Linked DNA regions of Mus musculus: region 1 is linked to region 2. Evidence: chromatin contacts called from public HiCAR-type data. All regions are on one chromosome and are shown on one strand. The core of a region is the stretch at or near the end of the contact, and the rest is flanking DNA. Distances in the headings are between cores, read along the strand shown. Region 1 has its middle 28 kb from the start of 5530401A14Rik. Region 2 has its middle 26 kb from the start of Gm11418.

Evidence for each region. HiCAR-type assays count read pairs that join an accessible place to other places.
Region 1: a HiCAR-type map of embryonic stem cells shows a contact between it and region 2, with 4 times the contacts expected there. The contact joins two enhancer-like sites. A contact is called at or near these places in 2 of 484 Hi-C or Micro-C datasets (embryonic stem cells and ventricular fibroblasts) and 1 of 115 datasets of contacts at active chromatin or transcription factors (embryonic stem cells).

Annotation. Positions count from the first base shown.
Region 1 is chr11:81,830,529-81,834,103 of GRCm38.p6, forward strand. It overlaps a transcript of Asic2 not described here. Among named protein-coding and RNA genes, the nearest start is that of 5530401A14Rik, 28 kb to the right of the region's middle. Within about 2 kb of position 2,048, at least 3 of the 459 cell types and tissues checked have an H3K27ac peak or open chromatin away from gene starts, as enhancers often do. A contact at or near this core is called in embryonic stem cells, where this site is marked.
Region 2 is chr11:81,611,414-81,615,099 of GRCm38.p6, forward strand. It overlaps a transcript of Asic2 not described here. Among named protein-coding and RNA genes, the nearest start is that of Gm11418, 26 kb to the left of the region's middle. Within about 2 kb of position 1,263, at least 89 of the 459 cell types and tissues checked have an H3K27ac peak or open chromatin away from gene starts, as enhancers often do. A contact at or near this core is called in embryonic stem cells, where this site is marked.

The sequences.
Region 1 (3,575 bases), core at 798-3,297, 220 kb after region 2:
TGTATAAATGAGATCATGCACTATTTATCTTTCTGTGGCTGGCTTATTTTGCTTAATGTAATGTTATGCAATATCATACACATTGTCACAAATTTTCATTTTTAAGGCTGAATATGAATACTATGTGAGAGACAGGTTCACAGGTTTTTTTGTTGTTGATGGTGGTGGTGGTTTTTTGGGTTTTTTTTTTTTTTTGCCATTGATAGAAAAAAAATGACAGGCATTTAGTTTGAAACTTTATTTTGCCTGTTGTGAACAATGTTGCACTGAGGTGTGGAGTGGAAATAGTACTCTGAGATGACTATTTCGTGTGTGTGTGTGTGTGTGTGTGTGTGTGTGTGTGTGTGTGTGTGTATGCCTGTGCCTGTGGAGGTCAGAAAAGGACACTGGGTCCCCTATAGCTGGATTTTTTTTAATATAGATCATATGGAGTCTATAGGTTATTCTGTGAAACATGGGCGTTTTAACAGTAAGAATTCTTCCAACCCAGAAGCAAAATGTCTATTACCATTTGCTTGTATCTTATCCAACTTCTTTCATCAACATTTCAGAGTCTTCAATGTACAGCTCTTCATCCCCTTGATCAATTTTATTCCTAAGTGTTGTATGTTGTCACACATTGTGCCCTTCATTCCTCATTCACATAGTTCACTGTTCTGTTGGAATACATCTAATTTGTATATGAATATGTGTACTGTAACATTCATAATTTGTATATGAATATGTGTACTGTAACATTCATAATTTGTATATGAATATGTGTACTGTAGCATTCTCATTTTTTATTAATTCCAACAATTTCCTGCCAGATTTAGGGATTTACAGAGAGATTGTATATTCTTTCCTGTTTGCATATCTCTTATTTATTTTTCTTGCCCAGTGCTCTCCCTAGCACTTCAAATGCTTTGTTGAATAGATATGGCAAGAGTGGGCATCCTTGTTTTCTTCCTGATCTTAAAGAAAATTGTTTCAACTTTTTGCCCATTCAGTTTCAGTTTTGGGCTCAACACATGTGCCTGCACTTCACCACTCTTTCTCCACATAATTTGCTCATAGTTTTTGTCCCATAAGGTTGTTGAGTTTTGTCAAACACTTCTACGGTTACAGAAAAGGTCATGGTTTATCCTGTTGCTCTTTTACTGTTAATGATATGGTTGAGACTTCTTTCTCTTTCTTAATAAATCAGTCTGTCCGAGAGTTTATTATCTTCCAGGTTATACCCAATTCACAGACATATAATTATTTACAACCATTTATTATGATAGCTTGTGTGGTGGTCTGAATGAGAATGGTTCCTTCAGCTCTTAGGGATTGGCATTAGTGGAGGTATGGTCTGTTGGGGTGGTGGTGGGGTTGGAGGAAATGTGTCACTAGGGGTCAGGGGTAGCTTTTGAGGCTTCATAAGCTTAAACCAGCCTAGATGCTCATTGCCTCTTCCTGCTGCCTGCAGATGTAGATATAAAACTCTCAGCTCCTTCTCCAGCATTATGTTTGTCTATGGGCCACAGTTCTTCCTGGCATAATGATAATGAACTAAACCTCTGAACTCTAAGCCCAATTAAATGTTTTCCTTTGTAAGAGTTGCCTTGGTCTTGATGTCTCATCACGGCAATAAAACCATAACTAAGACAGAAGTTGGTACCAGGAGTGCTGTATTGCTGTGATAGGCCAGACCATGTTTTTGTTTAGAGGAATTTGGACTGTGGAATTTTGGATTAGAAAGGCAGTTGAACATTTTAAGTGGAGCTTAATGGGGCATAGTAGGATTATGGAAGACAGTGGTGCTGAAGGTGATTTGAACTGTGGTGCCTCAACTCAAGAGGTTTCAGAGGAGAATAATATTAATATGTGGCCTATATGTTCTTGCAATATTTTGGTGAAGAATGCAGTTTCTTCTGCCCTTGACCAAACCATCTGGCTGAGACTAAACTTTGACAGACAAAATTTCCAAAGAACCTAGTGTGTAGCTATTGGTAGCCAGTCTTATGCAGATCTGCAATGAAAAGGAGCAAGCTGGTCAAGGAAAAATGCAAAATCTATTGTTGCAGGAGAAAAGGAGCTTTAGGAAGTGAAAACAGGTCAAAGAAAAGCCTGATGCTAAGTGGAATAAAGGGAGTGGTGCCCTCAGAGCGAGACCCCCACCCAGCTAAGCTTCCAACTTGTGAAAATGAGTTAAAGAAAAGTGAAAAGGAATTAAAGAAAAGCTTAGGGCCAGGTATAGTGGTGCATATCTTTAATTCCACTGCTCAGAAGGCAGAGACTTCTGGATCTCAGAGTTCAAGGCCAGCTTGGTCTACAGACCAAGTTCTAGGACAACGAAGCTTAGGCAGTGAAGGAAACCAACCAAAGCATAAAGCTGGTAAAAATGTATTTGAACAAGGGCACCCTGTTCCAGCCCCAGCAAGCAGCAGAATTTGGCAGCTTCATCCTCATGGTTCTGGTTCTGGCTTTATAGTCAAAGACATAAGAAAGGGGCTATGAAATCTCCCTCCATGTCTCTTCCTTAGGAAAACTACTGAGACCTGGTGTGTGTCAGGGATGCCCCTGCATGGAGACCTAGAAAGGCCACTGGGTGAAGCTTTGAAGATAAAGCCTGGATAGCCTTGGAGATGCCAGAGCCGTGGGATACCTGCTGAGGAAAGCTTCTAAGGGGGAGTGGAACTAGCCCAAGAGAAAGAGTTGTGTTGCAGTCGACAAAGCTGGAAGATCTGAACACTTTGATATCAGACATGGAGATGCAGAGGTTTAGAGTTTGCCCAGCTGGTTTTTTTGGTCTTGTTTTGGTCCCATATTTCATCATTGTGCTCCCATTCCTCCCTTTTGGAATGGTAATGCATATTCTGTGTCATTGTATGTTAGAAGTATGTCATCTGCTTTTGTCATTTTCACTTTACAGGGTGTTATAGTTAAGAGATTGTTTTGAGGATCAGAAACTTAGAACTTGGGAGTTTTAAATACTGTCGAGACCATGACAGTCTATGGGAACTTCTGAAGTTGAACTAAATGCATTTTGCATTTTGATACAGCTGCAGGCCTTTAAGGACCAGGGAGTAGAATGAGGTGATATGAATGAAAATGGTCCCCATAGACTTATAAGGAGTAGCATTACTGAGGATGTGACCTTGTTGGAGGAACAGTGTCACTGGTGGAGTAGACTTTAAAGTTTTAGAAGCTCAAGCCAGGCCTAGTGACTCACTGCCTCTTCCCGTTGCCTGTGGATCCAGATGTAAAACTCGCAGCTACCTCTCAAGCACCATGAGTTCTCTGCATGGCACCGTGCTTCCCACCATGCTGATGATGGATTAAGCCTCTGAAACTGTAAGCCAGCCCCAATTAAATGGTTTCCTTTATAAGAGTTCCCATGGTCATGCTGTCTCTTCACAGCAATAAAACCCTAACTAAGACAGCTTGCTTTTCAGGAGCATCAGTTAAAGGACTTAGCCCTCATTTCTAATCTTATTCACTTGAGTTTCTCTTTGTTTCTTAGTCTAACTAAGAGTTTGTCAGTTCTCTCTTTCAGAATCCAAACTTGGACTGAGGAGATGGCTTGGTTAGGAAGGAGCCACAGTGGATCC
Region 2 (3,686 bases), core at 13-2,512:
GAAGTCCCTTGTGACAACAATCCCCTGAGCCCATCTCCACTCTATCTTGTAAGGGAAGCCCGCCAGGTAGCGGGCGATACTCAGGGAGGAGGCTTATAGCAGCTAAGGAGGAGTGTATCTGGGGATGGGCTGTCCTTCCTCTGCCTCCTGGGCAGGTGAGCATACATCGAAGCAGCCTTTCATGACTGTGATCTGACAGAGAGAGATTTTGGGATTTCCTCTGGAAATCTATAGCTATATGAGGAGGGGGTTATCCTTTCTCCTGGGGTCTTCTCATGATCATGGCTCTGTCTTACTGCGCCCTCTTCAAGTGAGGTACGGCCGTGTAAGTCATAGGAAAATCACTCCAGGGTCTAATGTCAACAAAGAAGACCATTTCCTCACTGCTCCAGATAGTCCCTTGGACTGTGAAAAACCCTTCCCAACAAGCAAACAAAAATTCCGACCACAGTTAGAAACCAAAGCCCAACAGAGGATTCAGTTCTCTAGAGATTTCTCCAGTGCAAAGCCACTAAGGAAAGGATGGTCTTTGGCCTTTGGGACATCACAAATCCCGTAAGGCTGATGCATGCAGACTACCTCATGCATATGATTGTTACATAGGCAATTCTGAGATGGCACAACTCATGAGATGTCTATCACCTATGTCAGTCAAAGAAAGCCCCGCCCTTTCGGAGACCGCCTCCTGAAAGCTCTTGGGATCTAGAGCCCTGTGCTGGCTGGAGTTTGCCCCTGCTTCTTGGAATGTTTACTCATTCATTTTCGCTTTCATCAACCCGTGCGTTCAAGGATACCACATCGCAGAAGAGCCATGCTGTTTATCCCGAGTCTATCTACCTGTCTTCACCCTGGGGAACCAGACTGTTGATAAGCTAGCTGATCCCTCTCTCCTTTCTTAAGATGTACTATCAGATCTCCCGGCCCCGCCTCCCTCAGCCTCTCCATCTTTGCTTAGTCCCACCCCTCCACTGAGTGCGGAAACAGACACCCATTCATTCCACGGAGCACAAACGATGTGTAGTCGGGAGCAGAGGAGGAGCTCCTAGGATGATGGAAGGGAGTCTCTTCGGGAGTAAAGCCTCCCTTCTCCTCTACCTACTGGGGGCCTAACAGGAGTGCCTGCTGCAGGAGTTAACCTCAGGACTTAGCTTCCGCCGCCCCAAACAGGCCTTTGTACTGCCAAGTCCTTGGATTGTACAAGCTTCTCTAACACTGGGAGTCAAATCAGGATCTGCATCATCTGTGTAGCTCCCTCCCACGCCTGAGTTGTCCCTGGCTGGAGGCAGGATCTCTAGACATCTCCCGTTACTTGGGGGGAAGTCAGCAGCCCTGCAGCTGGGGTGAAGTGCTTTCTAGGAAGTTCTAACCCCTATGTGTCTTCATGCCCAGGGCTCTACAGTTTATAATGCCACCATCCGGAACCTATGGCCCTAACCCAATTTCGTTTGCATTTTCATTCCTTTGACCCTAGACCACTAAGCCGGAAAGCGCTGCCTCAGACCAATTAGGATCCCTAGTTATTTCTGAGTATTCCTTTAGGTGAGGCTTTTACAGGCTCTCTTCTGCACCAAGCTTCAGGCCGCTTGGGTCCGTGGGTGTTTCATCTTCCTAATAAAATCCATCCATCCATCTTCCCGAAGAAGCAGATATCCCAGGGCTAGACTAGGGAAATAAAGTAATAACGTTATCGGCCTTCACAGAGCTATTTAAATACAGACCCGGTTGCTGGGGAGATGAAAGGGGGCCCCTTTTGTTATGAAAATGAAGGGAGTGGGGAGGGGTTCTGTTTGTGTTTTGATATGTTAATATGCCTGGAAGCCACCCAGGGTGGGCAGTGCTGGGGAGGCTGAGTCGCAAGGCATATTTATTTGTGCAGTTTAATTTAACAGCTAGGCTACAACGGGAGCTGCAATCGGGATTGTGTAAAGATAATTACAGCCCCATTATTAATCAGATGCCTGCAGGAGATGGCTTGCTAGCTCGCGGCTCCCCGGGCTGCATGCAGATCAGCAGCCAATCTGACACAGCATCTTTGTGGTCTCATTCTGCCATCTAGTGGCTGTTTCAGGAATTGCCCAGGGAAGATCATTCTAATTTGAAGTTCCTTTTTAAACAATGGGACGACATTCTAGAAGAAAAGGCAATTGCTGCAGCTTCTGAAAAGATAAGATAGGGAAAGGTTTGGAATCACATCACCAGTTTGCCACTTTTTAGTGATTCTGAGCTTGAAGTCGGAGAAAGTAACATATTTTTGATTGGATTCTGCCCCCCCCCCTCCGTCCCCCGCCCCGACCCCGGGGAACCTGAGTCTTCTAAAGAGTTCATGAACTATATACATAAACACACTGTGCTTTTCCATTCTTTTCTCTTCCATCTTTCCCGTTCTTCAGCTTTGTATCATGTTTTAGTTTCATTTTTCTCTTGTCTCTTGGATTAAAATCTTGCTTTTGTTTTGCGTTTTTCCCTGAGTCGAATGACTTGGGGCAGGGGGTATAAATCAGAAACAACCACACTCAGTCGAGCAAGGTTGGCATGTCCCTGCATTCCCAGCACTTAGGAAGTTCATGCAGGAAGAGCTGGGGTTCAAGGCTGGCTTGATCTACCCAGTAGAAACCTTACACCTGCCGAGGGTGGGGCACGCCCAGCATGAACTGACTGCAGCGAGGAAAAGGACACCCTGAGCCTCCTGAGGGGGAGGCCAGATGTTCAGCGAATGCTGGGCCCCCACACAGCATGGGAATAATAGAATGGGGAACCAGGAAGAGAGGCAGACACACAGTTAGGTGAATATCCTTTTGATTTGACTCTTGTTAACACTGTCCTTTCAACCCTCCACACCGGCCCATTAAACCCCAAGACAGCAGAGTGGATGGAGGTAGGAGGAGGGGAGAGAGGAACAACCTCCATCTGGGAGGTCACCATGAGGATCAAGGTAGATGTGCAGTCCCATAGAGGCTGCAGACCCAGTTGGAGCCTCCCTGAGAGGTGGCCCTTTTAATAGAACCTTGATTAAGATTGTCTGACAGTTTCATTTCCCTCACATTCCGATCTTTCAGGAATTGAAAGTGAATCCAGTTTATAAGCTGCCCTGGTTCTTAGGACTTTTACTCCTCCTCCTCTCCCTCCTCCTTTTAGATTTATTTATTTTATGTATAGACGTACACTATAGCTGTCTTCAGACACACACCAGAAGAGGGCACTGGATCCTATTACAGATGGTTGTGAGCCACCATGTGGTTGCCGGGAATTGAACTCAAGACCTCTGGAAGAGCAGTGCTCTTAACTGCTGAGGCATCTCTCCAGCCCCCTTCTTTATCTTCCTCCTCCTCCCCCTCCTCCCCCTCCCCTTCCCCCTCCTCCTCCTCCTCTTTTACTTTGCACTCTCCAAACTTATCTTAACTAACAAAATAAGAAGTGGGGGTGGTGGCATGGGGGCAGTTAAAAGAATGAAAACCCAAGCCACACACCAGAGGGACATCTTTTTATAACAGGTCCTGAACCCAGCAATTTACAAAGAACTCTTAAATAGTGTCCGGTGAATGATCCAGTTGGAAAAAGGCTAAATGTTGATAATGCACACCTAGAAGGCTCCTGGATACTGTGCCACACAATGGAGCCTCCTTTCCCATCACTGAGTAATGTCTGTGTCCTGGAACTGTACAGACACAAGTAAGGAAATGACAAGA